2 separate regions of the Mus musculus genome follow, and region 2 is linked to region 1. Evidence: chromatin contacts called from public Hi-C data. All regions are on one chromosome and are shown on one strand. The core of a region is the stretch at or near the end of the contact, and the rest is flanking DNA. Distances in the headings are between cores, read along the strand shown.

Region 1 (7,966 bases), core at 2,922-5,421:
AAGTATCCCTCAGGTTGCACATTCAACACTTGGGTCTCTGCCACCTGGGATTGGTTTCCAGTGAATCTGCTGAGAATCTTTTTTCCTATCTGCTCTATGGGACATGCTGTCCTCCTGAGTGACTGGACCTTGTCTTCATATCTACGTTGAAGAAGGGAGATGCTCTGGAGCTTTATGCCGTCTGTGCTGGCCACCCCTGCTCAGTGTCTAGATAGTATTTTCTAAGTTAGTATTTTCTAAGGTAGGCTAAGTATTTTCATAGAGAACCCCATGGTAATCAAGGTTGGGTTGTCAATGCTAGGTATTCTCGCCTGGGTAACCTGTGCTGTTGTGTAGGTGCCTCACAGGATCTACCCTGGCCTTGGCTCGTGTCTACGGTATCTTGAGCTCCCAGCCCCTGTCCTGGCTGCCACATACACATTGTCCCATTCTTCATACATGAGCACCTACCTTCAACTAGAAATGCCATTGCTTGTTTGTTAGGCTCATCTTTGACAAGTCAGGTAACTGGAAGTACTGGTTGTGTCTCTAGAGGAATAGAAGTCATGTCCCTTACTGCACAGAGTGCACATTGGAGGATACAAGTTCTAGAAAGGGTCCTCTGTGCAAGTGCACACTAGGGATATAGGTTCTTGAGAGGCTCTTGTACATGTGACTCAGGCAGCCTCAGTTGTTGCTTAGAGAAGGAGCTACTGCTGAGCCTGTCCCAGCTACACACAGTAGCTACTGGCATGGCATAGCATTGGCACCCGAGCACCACCACACTAGGATCCCAGCCCCTCGTGACTAGCTACTCCTGACTGTGAGCGTGTAGCAGCACTGCCAGATCCAATGATGCTTTCTAGAGGAAATGAGAAACTGCTTTTGTGGTATTTTCTGGTTTCTTTCAACCCACAGAACAAGCCAAAGCCTTAGGATCAGCAGAGTAGCAAAGCCATGTGGGGCCTCTTAAACTCTGGGTTTGGGGGCCAGATGGTGCAGGGACAAGGAGGTAGAGCCTATGGCAATAGATAAGTAGGCTCTGGGGTACCTCATCTGAGGCAAGCCCTGCCATTGGATGCTCTGTGGTCTGTGGAGATCCTGGGTCCCTAGTGATGGTTGCATATCTGCTTTTTAGGTCACATCCTTCTAGCTCCAGCTCAGGGTTTATTTTGGCCTGTTAAGTGGCTCCCAGAGCACTAGTGTGGATGCATGAGTAAATCTGCATCCATTGTCTGGGCTGGAAATAGGAACATGAAGCAGTATTCAAACTGAGTTGAGTGTCTTCTTTTGTATCTATTTTGAGAAAATTGTAGGTGTATCTTCATGGCTCCTCAGTAGACTCTGTGCCGATGAGCTGTTTAAGTGCATAAGCACTCTGTTGTACTCCATTGCAGCAGAGGCTGGAAACAGCGTGTCTGTTGTGGTGTGAGTAGATGTTTAAATCACCATAAGTCTAGAACTTGCCACGTATTCTAGGCCTGGAAGTAGCTTGTCCTGTGGGCCATAGGGATCAGCTTATGTGTATGTCCAGTAACCTAGCCCTCACTGTACTGTCTCCCTGTCCCCAGGTGTTCTCCTGTCGGAGCAACATGAACAAGCACCTGCTGACCCACGGTGACAAGAAGTACACCTGCGAGATCTGTGGGCGCAAGTTCTTCCGAGTGGACGTACTCAGGGACCACATCCATGTCCACTTCAAGGTGCAGTTCCCATACAGGTGGCACTTGGGGACCTGGCTCACCCTGGGGCAGTATCTCTTAGTACATAGATGAGGCACTTACCAGCAACAGACTGAAAGTTCGAGATGAAGGTACTGGAAAGTTCACTGTCTGTTGAAGGCATCCTCGTCCATCCATCGCTCTCTTGCTGCGTCCTCACATGGTGGAGGGATGAGACTGCTAAAGGCTGTTATCCTACTTCTGGGTGTCAGACCCTGTCATTCCCCAAAGGGCCTGCTTCCTCAAGTGTCTCCTCGGGTGAAATTTTAACACATGGGCACTGGCAAGCTCTTCATACAGTCTTATACTAGCACATCTGTTTGTCCACCTGTGGGGCCTGAACAGAGATTCTTCCTGTGTGGGACCTGACAGATTACTCTTAGCTGGGCCTTTACCCCAGAACAATGGGTGTAGGGAGGGTGGCAGTCTGCTGCATCCCCGCCTTTAGGGAAAAGATGAGTAGTGCAGGAGCCCCAGGATGTGGAGAACTGGGTGTGAGGTCAGGTGGGAGAAGAACCTGTCTGAGTCAAAGGCCGAGTCCCGTGCAGTGCTGCAGCAGTCTGTGCTGTCCTCCAGGACTTTGCCTGGGCACAGGTGGGATGGTTTTGCTGGATTGGTGACTCTGAGGGCTGGTGAATGCCTGTGCCACAGAATGGTCAGGCCTAGTACCATCCCAAGGGACATAGGTGTAGCTCGCTAAGCAAACAACTCATTCCCTGAAAGTAATGACCAGCGAATCAGTTCACTGTGTTAGAGGCCGGGTTTGTGACTCCTCTGCAGGACATCGCGCTAATGGATGACCACCAGCGGGAGGAGTTCATTGGCAAAATTGGGATCTCCTCAGAGGAGAATGATGACAACTCTGATGAGAGCGCAGACTCTGAGCCACACAAGTACAGCTGCAAGAGGTGCCAGGTACTCAACACTCTGCCCCAAGCATGGCTTCCAGGGAGAAATTTGTAACCATGGAGCTGTGGGGAACTCACAGCACTGTTTTGTGCGTTTCCTCCACTGAAGAAGGTTGTTTCATATCATCTGGGCTTAGGGATGGTAACCATAGGCCTCACACCCATCCGAACCCACTTGTGGTTTGGCACACCCATAAGCAGGACTGCTTACTAGGGTAGGGCCAGTGTCTTAGGAACTGGCCTCAGTAGCCTCACTGGCCTCAGATTGAGGATGCCTTGACCCATCCCTCTCTTGATCCAGCCAGCCTGAAATGTATCTATGCTACACAAGGCAGGGTGCGTGCTTAAAGGGAGGACAATGATTGCCAAGCAGTCCATAACCTGAGTTTCCATAGCCTCTCCTGTTAAACAGCAAACTTCTGTGCATATCCCTCCACAAGCCCCCCTCTGGCATGAGTAGCTGACCCTCTTCGGGTATCTAGCTGACACGAGTGTAGGTAGTAAAGATGCCCAGGGATGCCAGAGAGTCAGCAGCCTCCACCCTGTGTTCTCACAGCTCACTTTCGGCCGTGGGAAGGAATACCTGAAGCACATCATGGAGGTGCACAAGGAGAAGGGCCACGGCTGCAGCATCTGCCACCGACGCTTCGCACTCAAGGCCACCTACCATGCCCACATGGTCATCCACCGGGAGAACCTGCCTGACCCCAACGTGCAGAAGTAAGACTCTGTGCAAGAGGGGGACTCTGCAAAGCCACAGTGCTCAGCTTAGCAGATCACAATCATTGCGTCACCTTATGCCAGATATCTGGGACACCTGCCCTTCCTCTGCACCAGCCTTCTGTACACGTCTGTCTCTTGTTTCCTCTTCTTAAGGATTAGGGTCACCATGGTGACTCCATTTTGATCTGTTCTATAAATGTCTGTCTCCACATGCAGCCACATTCTTATCTAGGACTTAAACAACAATTTGAGGGAGACAATTCAGCCCATTATAGAAGCTGAGGTCATAACACCTTTTGCCTCACCTCCATCGATAAAGGAACTTTCACACAGGCCCCTCACAGCTGAGGATACATACCCTCATAGCAGATAAGGCCTTCACAGTGAGTGAACCCCTCGGGTGATGAGCCCCTGGGGCTGTGTAGCTCCTGAGGTTTGCCTCTCCTTTCAGGTACATTCACCCCTGTGAGATCTGTGGGAGGATATTCAACAGCATTGGGAACTTGGAGCGCCACAAACTCATCCACACAGGTAAGATGCTCCTGTTGTGATGATTGGTGCTAGCTCGTCTGCCCCAGCGGCAGGATTCCCCCCATCATTCTCCCTGGCTCCATACACAGACAACCACACCTCGGATGTGTCCCCATCTCTCCAGCTTTCATCCTGGCCTCCCCTGACACTTGCAGCACATCCTTCAGATCCACCTGTGTCCACTCCAGGTCCTCAGGGCCTTCGCATGCCAAAGACTCCCATGTCTGAAAAGGCAGCCCACATAGGCTTCTTGCTGAGACCTCTTTCTGTGCGAGCTAAGGCTTTCAGACACTCCTGTGTTTGTTTATAGGTGTGAAAAGCCACGCCTGTGAGCAGTGTGGGAAGTCCTTTGCCAGGAAGGACATGCTGAAAGAGCACATGCGTGTGCATGACAACATCCGGGAGTACCTGTGCGCCGAGTGTGGGAAAGGTGGGTGTGTACCTAGAGCACCAGAAGGTCCCTCAGGGCCACAGGGTACCCTGGAGTCATAGGACACCCCAAGCCACCAGAGCAAGTTCAGCCTTGCACCCAGCTTGCTTATGATCACTAAAATTCTAGACCTGAACATAGACATAGTCTGTGCATACGGCTGAGGGGGTGGTGCTGCTAGGAGTCATGAGAGTCTTTTTGGCAAAGGAGGTTCAGGGTCCCAGATATAGAAATCTTTCTCAAAATCACATCACTTACCACAAAATCATCCACAAGGCATCTGTATCGCCTGCAGGAAAAGCTGGATGTTCCAAATTGATGACGTTCTATTGTCTAAGACAGGGTCTGTGTAGCCCAGGCTGGCCTCCTGCTCTATGACCTTGAGTACAACCTCTCTTCTCAAGCCCCTTTCTGCCCGGTTCTGCCTAGCTTTCCCTTCTCTTGCCACATACTATGTAGGTTCTCCCATCCCCCAGTCTCACTTAGAACAGAAGCCCTGTGAAACCAGGGAGTTCTGTCTAACATACCACTTGGTCTCTAGTCCCAGGCACACAAATAGTCAGAGCCATAGCAGGTATGAGAACAAATGAGTGAGTGAGTAAGACCATGAATAGGTGTTAGAACTGTGAGGGTGAGGTTTGTACCAACAGACTGCAGTCCTTTGCAAGACAGACAAGCAGTGGCAGAGGACAATACTGTGCCACTGTTTTGAGCAGAGCCTGATGTGATGGAGGCAGGGCCTGAGAGGGATTGAGAACAGTTTGGCTGAATCTCTCATCACCTGTGGTTTTTGTCCTTGGGTGGTGGGAGATATATGGCATTTTTAGTATGAGGATTAGGCAGAGGTGGGAATTAAGGTAAAATTGCTCTTCCATAGTCAGAAAGGCCTGGCACTTAGCCAGCCAGGGACTGGCAGCTGAAAGACATGGTGCGACTCCTGCGCCCTCTGCTGGCTCTAGTTTGACAGGCCCTATGGCCCAGCTGGGTTGTCTGAAGTCTCTCCACACTGAGAGACAGGTAAAGATGTAAGTGGTAACGAAATGGGACGGGGTGAGCAATTGTCCAGCTGAGTTTAGAGCTGAGAGGGGGCTTTGGGCACACTGCGCCCACTCAGTGTGACACCACTGCTGGCTTGTCTACTGGAGGGTCTAAGGACTGCACTCTGCCTGCCCTGATGTTTGAGCACTCTGGGTGTACTGCTGCTGCTAGTGACCACTGCTTTTCACCCAACTAGGTGGTGACTGGTGAGGGTGCTTCACCCTTTCCTCAACATCAGCCTGTAGTCAGTGAGATTTTGGTTGGTTTCAATGTCTAAGATTAGCATCTGGCCAGGCAGTGGTGGCACGCGCCTTTAATCCCAGCACTTGGGAGGCAGAGGCAGGCGGATTTCTTAGTTCGAGGCCAGCCTGGTCTACAGAGTGAGTTCCAGGACAGCCAGGGCCACACAGAGAAACCCTGTCTCGAAAAAAAAAAAAAAAAGAAAAAAGAAAAATACAACCAAAACCAAAAAAGTATCCATCTGGCAAGATGGCTTGGTGAATAGAGGTGCTTCCACATACGTGTAATAAGTGATTCCTGCACCCTGCAGGGTAGCAAGAACTGACTCTGGAGAATTGTCTTCTGATCTTGAATGTTAGCGCCCTCTCACACACACTCATTCATTCTCTTTCTCTCTCTCTCTCTCTCTTCCTCCCTCCTCTCTTTCTCTTTGTCTCTCTCTCTCTCTCACACACACACACTCTCTCTCTTTCTCTCTCACACACACACACATTCTCAAGACAGGGTTTCTCTGTGTAGTCTTGGCTGTTCTAGAACTCTGTAGACCAGGCTGGGCTCAAACTCACAAAGATCCATCTGCTTTTGCCTTCCGAGTGCTGGGATCAAGGCATACACTACCACTGCCCAGCTAAAAATATTTTTTTAAAGAATGGCTTTTCTTTAAAAAAAAAAAATGTAGATCTAGAGTCCTCATCTTAGTTACCATTTATGTCATCGAGATAGACATCCTGTACACATCACTACATCATCTCAGGTGCTGTTGTTGACACACTGCCATTTTAATGTCACAGTAAATCTCTAGTGGCCTTCTAAGGTGGCCTTCTAAAGATTCTGCTCATTCTGTGTCTGGGTTCAGACAGGTGCTTCAGGTGACCTGAGGCAAGTTCTGGGGAGTGTGGCACTCATACTGATCTGCCCCCTGCAGGTATGAAGACCAAGCATGCACTGCGCCACCATATGAAGCTGCACAAAGGCATCAAGGAGTATGAGTGCAAGGAATGTCACCGCAAGTTTGCACAGAAGGTCAACATGCTCAAGCACTACAAACGGCACACAGGTGTCCCAACTCTCCAAAACCAAATAGCCCTAGAGCGAGTTCCTCAGGGTTTTCTCTCTCTGTTCCTAGCCCCAAGCTTGCTATTATCCTGGCTGATGTGGGATGAGGCTGTGCATCTCAGAGCTCCCTTACTTCATGAGCACTGTAACCCTGTGTATACAAGTAAAACCCCACTGCAAATGTCTGCGCCAGAGATCTTTTATGAGTTTGCCAATGGACCCCTGGAAATCGTAGCCACTTACTGGGGCTCTCCATTTCTGCACAGGATCAAAACCCTATGGCATCATCATCAGTGTGAGTTTTTTTTCCATGTCTCTTTAGTGTTTTCCACCCCACTCTGTAGCCCTGGCTGTCCTAGAACTCACTCTGTAGACCAAGCTGGCCTCAAACTCATTAAGATTAGTTTGCCTCTGCCTCCGGAGTGCTAGGATTAAAGGTGTGCACCATTGCTACCACCCCCTACCTGGCATGTTTTTAGTTTTAATAATAGTCATTCTAACTAGGGTGAGCTGGCTCCTCATTGGAGTGTTGGTTTTCTTTTTCTTTCTTTTTTCTTTTTTTTTTTTTTTCATAGTGAAAATTTTATTTTCAATTATCTGGTGTCAGTCAAGGATGCCCACATATCAGCTCTCTCAAGGTGGCTGTTAGGAGCTCCATTAGTGCTTTCAAAGTCAGCATTCCCCCTGAAGTTAGTGTTGGTTTTCATTTCCGTGGTGACTGATGGTAATGAGCAGTTTTCTTATATTTGTGTCTATTATAATCATTTCTGATTTTTAGCTTGGATTGCTTGTTTCTAAAATGTTGGCTTGTTATACATTATTCATATTAACTAATAGATGACTGGCTGACAGGTGTCTTCTCCCATTCTGTCCATTGTCTCCTCACTCTGAGCTGGTATTGTATTTAAGGTATTATACCAAGGTATTATATTTAATCTTTGATCCGTTCTAAGTTGTTTTTTTTTTGTAGAGGTTAGAATCAAGCTTGAAGCTTCAGCATGTAGACATCCATTTTCCATGTCACCATTTTTGAAAGTTGGCTGTACATGCATGGCTTTATCTTAGGCTCTATTTTGTGGGTGTGTGTGTTTGTTTCTAATGTTAGTACTGTCATGGTTTTGTACTTAGGACTCTTTAGTGTCAGGTCATTTCTGTTATTTCTGCCAGGCTTTCATTCAAACTTCTGCCAGGCTTTCATTCAAACTTCAGGATTGTGTTTCTGATTCTGTAAAGAAGTCTTGGGTGGCCGGGCAGTGGTGGCGCACACCTTTAATCCCAGCACTTGGGAGGCAGAGGCAGGCGGATTTCTGAGTTCAAGGACAGCCAGGGCTGCACAGAGA
Region 2 (7,966 bases), core at 3,790-6,289, 120 kb before region 1:
TGTGCACGAGTGTGTACCTTGTCTGGTTCATCGGCTCCTTGCTTGGGCTCTACAGGCATGACCGGAAATTGGCCAGAAATAGATGAAGCCAGGATACTAGGCCAAATGTCTTTCCACACTCTGCTCACTCTCCCAACATAACCCTTAGTCTTATACCACAAAGTCAGCTGAGAGGCAGCAGAGTATGGATCCTGCTGGTTTAACTGGCCTGGGAGGTAACCATCTTAGTCCCCTCTCCACAAACTGCTATCTGCCATGGTACTGGGCACAGCAGCCATTTCCAGGAGAAGAGACAAACTGGAGAGTTTCTGGAACACCCTTTCCCTTTTCTTCAGATATTTAAGATAATTTATTGGAAATTTAACAAAAGTCCCTGTGGGACCTTGAAAGGCAGCCTGTTTTGGTTGAGCGAGGCTTGCTCCAGAGACCCAGTAGAAAACTCTACAAGGGATGGAACAGTGAGCCACATTCCCAGAGACAGGTGCCTGACACCACAGAGCCCCCAACTCCATATCCTGTGACTATATGTCACACAGACAATGTCTCAAGTTCTTGGCACTCTGGCTAGACTCCACCTCCACAGTTGCCTGATTATAGCCAGGTATGCTTCCCCACAGTCACCTGGCAACAGCAAGGTAGCCCAGCCCACTATAAAAGGGGCTGGTTGGTGCCTCCTATCTCTCTTAAGCTCTCACCTTTCTTACTCTCATCTCTAGCTCTCCTTTTCCCCCTCCCTTCCCCACTTTCTCCATGTGGCCATGGCCGGCCTCTCTCTTTCTTTTACCTTCTCTCTTTCTCTCTGTCTTTCTACAATAAAGCTCTAAAACCATAGACTGTCTCTGTTCACCAAGGCCTGCTGTGCTTGAATGATAGAATAGGTTTTCCCCTAAAGAGCGTGTCTAACCTCCCACCAGAAGGCCTACCTGTGCTCCAGCCATGGACCAGACCAAGGACTCTAGCCCTTGTGGGAACCACCCAGTGTCCCCTCTCTCCCTGCCCTCTCTTCCCTTAGGCTCCGTGGATGACCAAGCCGCCCCCGGTGCCTCTACTTGGTTCTCAGTTCTTACCTGTTATCTCTGGCCTCCATGAGGCCCAGAGACCTCGGACTGCCCCTTATCCACCCTCTGAGGGCTGTGGCTTCCCACAGCCAGACACCCACACATGCTGCGTGGAAATCATGCGGCAGTCCTACCGAGTCCACCTGCCCAGAACACTGGAACTCTGGTGGGTCGAGGGTTTTCTCCCACTCCCTTTATTCCCCCATGCCTGCTGCCCTACAAGTCCCAATTCTTTGGAAGTATGTTTATAAACCTTTCAGTGAGCTGGGGATGTAGCTCAGTTGGTAGAGTGCTTTCCTAACATGCATTAAGACCAAGGTTCCATGCCTAATATCACATAAAGTTGGGCATGTTGGAATACATCAAAAATCCTAGCACTTGGAATATAGAAGCAAAAGGATCAGGAGTTTAAAATTACCTCAGACTATATGCCTAGTTAAAGACCAGCCTGGATTACACAAGACTGTCTAAGAACCAGCCCCCCACCCCAAGTATCTGTTCAACAGTAATAAATAATTTCCCACATGAATGAGAACAACTGTATAAGATGCAAAACTTATAACACTAGATACGTTTATTATTTTCTGAAAATATAGCATTTTCATATCTTTTGGGCTTGGTTGTTAAGATGGTGAAGTATGTCTAATCTTGATGTACAGATAAGAGAATTGCCCTAAGACAGGGTGAGTCAGCATAGAACATCCAACATGCGACTCTTGACTGGAGGTCAAGCACTTCAGAAAAATGTCTGAGATGAAAATAGGAGCAGTGGGGACTTTTGCTTCAGGCTCTGGGGCTGGAGGGGAATTTAGAACATGGGTCATGTGCTTTTCTTTTCTCCACTCTGCCATGATATCCAGCCCTCTACTGCAGGAAGATCTCGTCCATGTTCAGAGTGATGCCTTTAGAAGGCTTCTGTGGATTGATGGAAAATGTTTGAGGCACAGGCTAAACAGCTAGGAGATGTTTTATCACCCACTAACTACCACAGAGGAGCGTGGACCCAGCCAGGGGCAGCAGCCAACATAACTAGGCTCCTCCTTCATGTATAGATCACTACCCTGCCTACTCATAGGAACCCAGAGTCACAACATTTTGTATTGAAGAGTGGTTAAACCTGGACTAGGGAGATGGATCAGTAGGTAAGAGCCCTTGCTATATGAAGGACCTGAGTTTAAATCTCTTTGAATCCATGTAAAAAGCCAGATGTGGCTGCATGCCTTCACCCACTGTGACCCAGTGTTGGTGGGGAGTGGGCAGAAATAGAAGAGTTCTGGGGCTTGCTGGTTATCAGCCTAGCTCTAGGATGAGTAAAGAGATTCTGTCTCTGTAGACCATGCTGACCCTGGTCTAAGATCCACCTGTCTCTCTGTCTCTCAAGTGCTGGGATAAAAGGTGTGAACCAATACCACTTGGCTGTTACATAAAGGATAATAATCATGTTACAACCCACAGACCCAGATAGTCTAAGTAGCAAGGAGGGCTCAAAAGGGCTGGGGGAGTGGGGATGACACATGCAATGGTTCTTCCTGGGAAGGGAAAATGGGCGGATTTTGTGGAGAGACTGGGAGCAGGTGGGGATCAGAACAGGAGAGATCAGGCTGGAATGGGAGGGAAGGAGGGAGGGAGAGAGTACTGGGAGAGAAAACTGGAATTGAGGGGGCATTTAAGGGACAATGTACTGCAGTGGAAACTCCCTGTAATCTGAGAGTGACCCAATGGGGAATACAGAGCCTGAACTAGCCATCTTCTGTAACCGGGCAAGGATTGTAGCAGTAAGACTGGGAAATCTACCCAGCCACAAAACCTTTGACTTACAATCTGTCCTGCCTATAAGATGTGCTGGGGTAATGGTGGCACAGAACTTGTGGGACTGGGAAGAGTGGAAGGAGGGGAAACTGCTGACAGGATATAATATATGAGAGAATAGAAGCAAAAAAAAAAAAAATACTGTCTTAAGAGAGCAAGGCTGAAAGTGGAGTAGGATACCTTATGTCCTTCTCCAGCCTTTGCTGCTTGTACATGGGTGCATGCACTTGAAACACACATGGACATGTATACTTACAAACACACATACAAACAAGAGAGAGCGAGAGGGAGAGGGAGGAGAGGGAGGAGAGGGGGAGGGGGAGGGGAGGGAGAGAGAGAGAGAGAGAGAGAGAGAGAGAGAGAGAGATTAAACTCAACAAATGGCCACAGCCAAATGTGACTGAGAATTAGACCCATAAAACCCATTGAAGTGAGAGTAGATACCCCTCACAGGAGAACTGTAGTCTGCTCCCCAGGTCAAAGATGGGTGTGGGGAAAGAAACAGGAGCTGATGGGAAGCAAGGAATATCACAACGGGGAATCAAACACCTGACAAGCCCAGGACCAATGGGTCTTCCACTAGAAGCAGAAACTAGAGGGGCCTGATCTCTTCATGAACTTAGGAGGTGTTTCTGCTCTGGTTGCAAGCATGTTTTGACCACTTGCATTGTCCCATAAGCCAGGGTCATTCTTTATTTCCTCTTAGTTTGCTTCTAGAAGCAAATATTGACACTCTCCATGTCTACATGTCAACAATCTCTTTGTAGACACATATAGAAATATGACACATTCCAGATGAGGGATGGTGGTTAATTTGAAGTTTGTTACAATCCAGTTGGGTAAGCAGCCCCTGAGACATGTCCGTGGAAGAATGAGACTGGTTGTACCAGTCACACAGGATAGATGAGCTCCTTGTCACCACCCACATAGTAGCAGCCAACATACACATAGGAACACAGGTGGATTTGGACACAGGTAGATGTGGTCTAGTCTCCCAGGTGTCTGGTAAGACCTACATCATCCAACTGAATAGATCTAGCTTTAGGTTAGAAAATAAACAGCCTTTTCTTTCAATGAGAACAGATTTTCTTTGTTTCTGCTAAAATACCAGATATAAAGAGGGAAAGGGGAGTAAGTCTGAGCCTCCAGCCAGTGTACTATGCCTGCTAGGTAGGGTTCATCATCCTATGGTAACTTGAAAGACATGGTTAGGGTTGTTTTGTTGTTGTTTACTTTTTTTTTTTTGCTTGTTTGTTTGTTCTTTTGCTTGTTTTTGTTTTTTCAAGACAGGGTTAGGGTTAGGGAGTTTTTAATCCCATATCCTAGCTAGGAGAGGTTCAAGTTCAATCCTAGCAACCTTGAACTGATTCCATTTTGTTTCCACAAAGTCCCTCTGTCCAACTGCCACCCCACGTTTCTCCTCAAAGATAAATGTGGTAGGGACACTGATTCTAGGCTTATATCTCCCCTGATGTAGCCAGTCTTTTGCTCCAACATACTAGGAGAAGGCTGAATGTTAGGTCCACCTAGCCTAACTTGAAGTCCAGTTCCACTGATGCAGCTGCAGAAAACACAGCTGAACCATGTTTCTGACAACTTTCTGAAACTTCTCAAGATGAGCATGCAGAAAGCTGTCACAAATGCACAAAACACAAAAAACGGGTACTGTGCACATACAAATCTCACCACCACATACAACATACCAAATTCCCCTCCCACCATACCACACATGTATACTTACACACACACACACACACACACACACACTCCAAAGTCGATGATCCATGCACATCCTGAACTATGGCCTAGGTTTGACAAGCACCTCCCTGGATCTTGAAATAGGACAGGCATCATCCCCATATTGCAGCGACCATCAGCCTACTTTAGGGTGACAGCTACAGGCTGCTGTGGCTAGCCTTGCAAAATCCTAGTCTTGGCAGTGGGGAAATTCTTGGAATTCTCGCTTTATCTGGGCATCCCACCCACGCGCCAGCGCACAGTTCCCAGCCAAGGCGCGCCAAGCGAGGCACCCCGACACCTTCTCACCCACCACTCAAGGTAGTGGCAGGAGAGGACTTGCGCCCTTAACGCCGCCGTGAGGGCCCTCGGGGCCTTTAAGGAGGCGGAGCTGTAAAAAGAGACTCCGCTCCTGCTCCGCCCCCAGGCCCGGCCTCCTGCGGTTACTACGGGCCGCGGGCGGGACAACCCGGGCGGCAAGCTGGGAAGAAGAGCCTTTGCCTTGCACTTCCCAACCGCGCGTGGGGAGCAGCTTCCTCTGTCCCGCGTTTGGCTCCCAGGCGCGCAGCGCTCAATTTGGTTCGCTTACCGGTCCTCGCCGCCCTCCCCGCTGCCTTGGCCTCCCAGGCCCCGGACCCTGTGCCCCTGCGTACCGGCGGATGTCCTGAGTCGCCACCCGCCAGCTCCGCGCGCCCTGCGGCCACGGCTGCTGGGGGAAGTCGGGGCGCGCTCGCCGGGTATGCGCCGTCAGCATGGGCTCGTGGCTCAGCGAGGTGCAGTGGCTCTTCCTGGTGTCGCTCTTCGTCGCGGCCCTGGGCACCGTGGGCCTGTACTTGGCGCAGTGGGCGCTGGCCAAGGCGCGACCCCCGCCCCGGCGGCGGGCGGAGCCGGATGAGCTAAGGCGCCGGGAGTCGGACACACTCCTTTCCTGGATACTGACACGGGATAGCTGGGGGAACCAGTGGCAGGCGGCTTGGGTGACCGCCCTGAACTATGAGGCCGAAAAGAGAGGGGTGAGTTCCTAGGAGGGCGTGGTGTTTGAAGGTGAGAGGGGCATCAGAAAGAGCCCTGTTCCTGGGAGGCCGCCACAGTCCCTGACTCGCCACCCAGAGCCTACCGAGGAAAGGCGTTCTTTGAAGTTAGAACTAGGGAGAGTGAAGCACCTGAGGTGGGGAGTTAACAAAGTGACTGACTGTTTCACACAGCAAACGTCTTAAGCTCCGTGAGGCTTTCTGTGGGAGAACCACCCAGCCGGTCCCTAGAGGATTCCGAGTGGACACCTACTGGTTTTGAACCCGATAAATGGATAACTGTGATCCAAATGTGCTTTCATTTAGAATCTTGTTCTCTGCCTAAAGCTTCTAAATTCTAAAAGGCTTGCATTTCTGAGCACATAGAATAGTGACCATTTATTGAGATCTCGCTGCTTCTCAGCTATAGCCCTGGGGACTGTAAATGCTTATGTCACTTCCAGATTAGCATGTCATCATCATCATCCATCTGAGGAAACTGAGGCCTGGAAGGTTAAAGTAGTCTTTGGTGTCAGAGCCAAGATGAGAACCCAAATGTGCTGACCTCACACCTTGGGCTTATTACCCTGCTCTATGTCTCATACTCCTGTGGTTGTTTCTTTCATTGTTAATTGCTTGCAGAATTATTTTTACTTTTAAGAGATGTTAGTGTAAGGACAAGTTCCTGGCGTCTACAATTTGGAGGCATTCCACAGGGGAATTAGGTTGGTGGGACAGAGCTGGCACCTGTCAGCGCTGCAGCTGTCCCTCAACTTCAGGTACACAGGCCTCTGTACCTGCTATACAGCCCAGCGGAGAAGCCCCACACTGCCAGCCTTGAACACAGTGAATATCATAATGTTCAGTCATTGTCACACTGAACCTATCCACTTTCAGAATATTCCACTAGGCCCTGAGCCTGATCTTTGTGCCATGGTCTTGGCACATGTAGCCACTGAGTGAAAAAACAAACAAACAAACCCAAACACCCAAACAAACAAAAAAGAAAAAAGCTTTAAGTATGAGTTAGCACAAATCCAACAGTACAAGAGACTTTGCTCTGGACTCTTGGAAAAAGACTTTTTTGGATGCAAAGACTACAAGGTCAGTTGACATCTGTCTTGACACCTAGAATAGGTGCGCAGTCATCAGAGCTGGACCTCTACCCAGGGTCAGTACTCAAGCCATGTGTCCTCATATATAGGAGTAAACATGACCCCACCATGAAGCTGCTGTCACTGACTGTCATTTGATCTGGTGTTAGAAGCCTGGCTTCAGTACAGAGAACACAGTGTTGCCTGAGCTGATGCCAGTCTCTCTCTCTCTCTCTTTCAGTAGGGTGATAGCAAGTGTGCTGGTTAATGATCTGTAGGAAGTAGACACTGGTGGCCTAGAGTCAGTGCCCCTTCTGTGAATTTTGGATGTTTTATTTCCTGCCATTTCTTGGTTGACTTCCTAAGATAGGATCACTCTAGACACGCTCCCAGGGCTTCTTGTGCCTGGAGGGTTGACTAGATAGAAGAGGAAGCCCCTTCCTTAACACTGGTCTCGGTTGGGCAAGTGAATTCCCATGGAATTAGTGGCAGGTGAAATCCTCTTATCTGTCACTCTGGCCTTTGTGGTTAGGGGTGGCATGGGGTTGGGGTTGGCTGAAAAGACACTGGCTTGTTTGCATGGTCATGTCTGTTTTCTGCTCTTTGACAAATTCAGACATTTATCTCTAGAGAGCTCCTGTTTGAAAGTGCCAGTACCATATTGGGTTTAAACTCAAAGTAACTTTACAGGGGGCACTTTGCACAGAAATTGGTATTGGCTATCTATTCCTTAGTACAGTTTTGTTCTAGTTGACTGACTGATGCCTGATACCCGAGAATGCTGCCTGATTGTATTCAAATGAAGGGTTTTGCATGTAGATAGGAACTCAGTCACTTACCTCTCTACCAGTGTCTTAGGATGTGGCTGTTGTTACAGTAGTGACACGTGGGGAACAGATGCAGGCATTTATACTAGTGAGAGCCTGACACCAGCCACCACACCTGCTGGAGTTTCTCCCTGCCCTCCTCCCACTTCAAATGCCACTAATCCCTGATTAGGCTGACATTCCCAGACTGCTCTAGGCACAGACAGCAACAGCCTAGAGGTCCCTTGCCTGACTCTGTCCTGAAATCTCTTTGCCCCAGCCAGGTAGGGAACTAATACTTGGGAGTCAACCAATACTTGGTCTGTCACTGGTGGAGTGGAATGGAGAGACACTAGTAATGTTCAATCAGATCCAGCATCTTCCATGAAGAGGGAACTTTTCTACCCAGTGGAAACAGTAACCAGTCCCATTCCAGATTTTATGCTAGGTTT

What was found. A called contact is a pair of places that touch in the nucleus more often than the background predicts.
Region 2: a contact with region 1 is called in a Hi-C map of olfactory sensory neurons, with 2.3 times the contacts expected there. The contact joins the promoter of C2cd2 here to the enhancer-like site in region 1. A contact is called at or near these places in 1 of 39 promoter capture datasets (hippocampal neurons), 5 of 484 Hi-C or Micro-C datasets (the HL-1 cell line, cerebral cortex, nephron progenitors and 2 more) and 3 of 9 other capture datasets (adipose tissue, liver and pancreatic islet).

What each region holds. Positions count from the first base shown.
Region 1 is chr16:97,802,371-97,810,336 of GRCm38.p6, reverse strand. It overlaps Prdm15 (PR domain containing 15), which reads left to right. Exons shown (of 24, transcript NM_144789.2): 14 at 1,551-1,682; 15 at 2,481-2,615; 16 at 3,165-3,328; 17 at 3,783-3,862; 18 at 4,173-4,292; 19 at 6,496-6,627. Among named protein-coding and RNA genes, the nearest start is that of Ripk4, 43 kb to the right of the region's middle. Within about 2 kb of position 4,171, at least 18 of the 459 cell types and tissues checked have an H3K27ac peak or open chromatin away from gene starts, as enhancers often do. A contact at or near this core is called in olfactory sensory neurons, where this site is marked.
Region 2 is chr16:97,919,706-97,927,671 of GRCm38.p6, reverse strand. C2cd2 (C2 calcium-dependent domain containing 2) reads left to right here and starts at 5,039. Exons shown (of 14, transcript NM_174847.2): 1 at 5,039-5,617. The coding sequence starts at 5,357.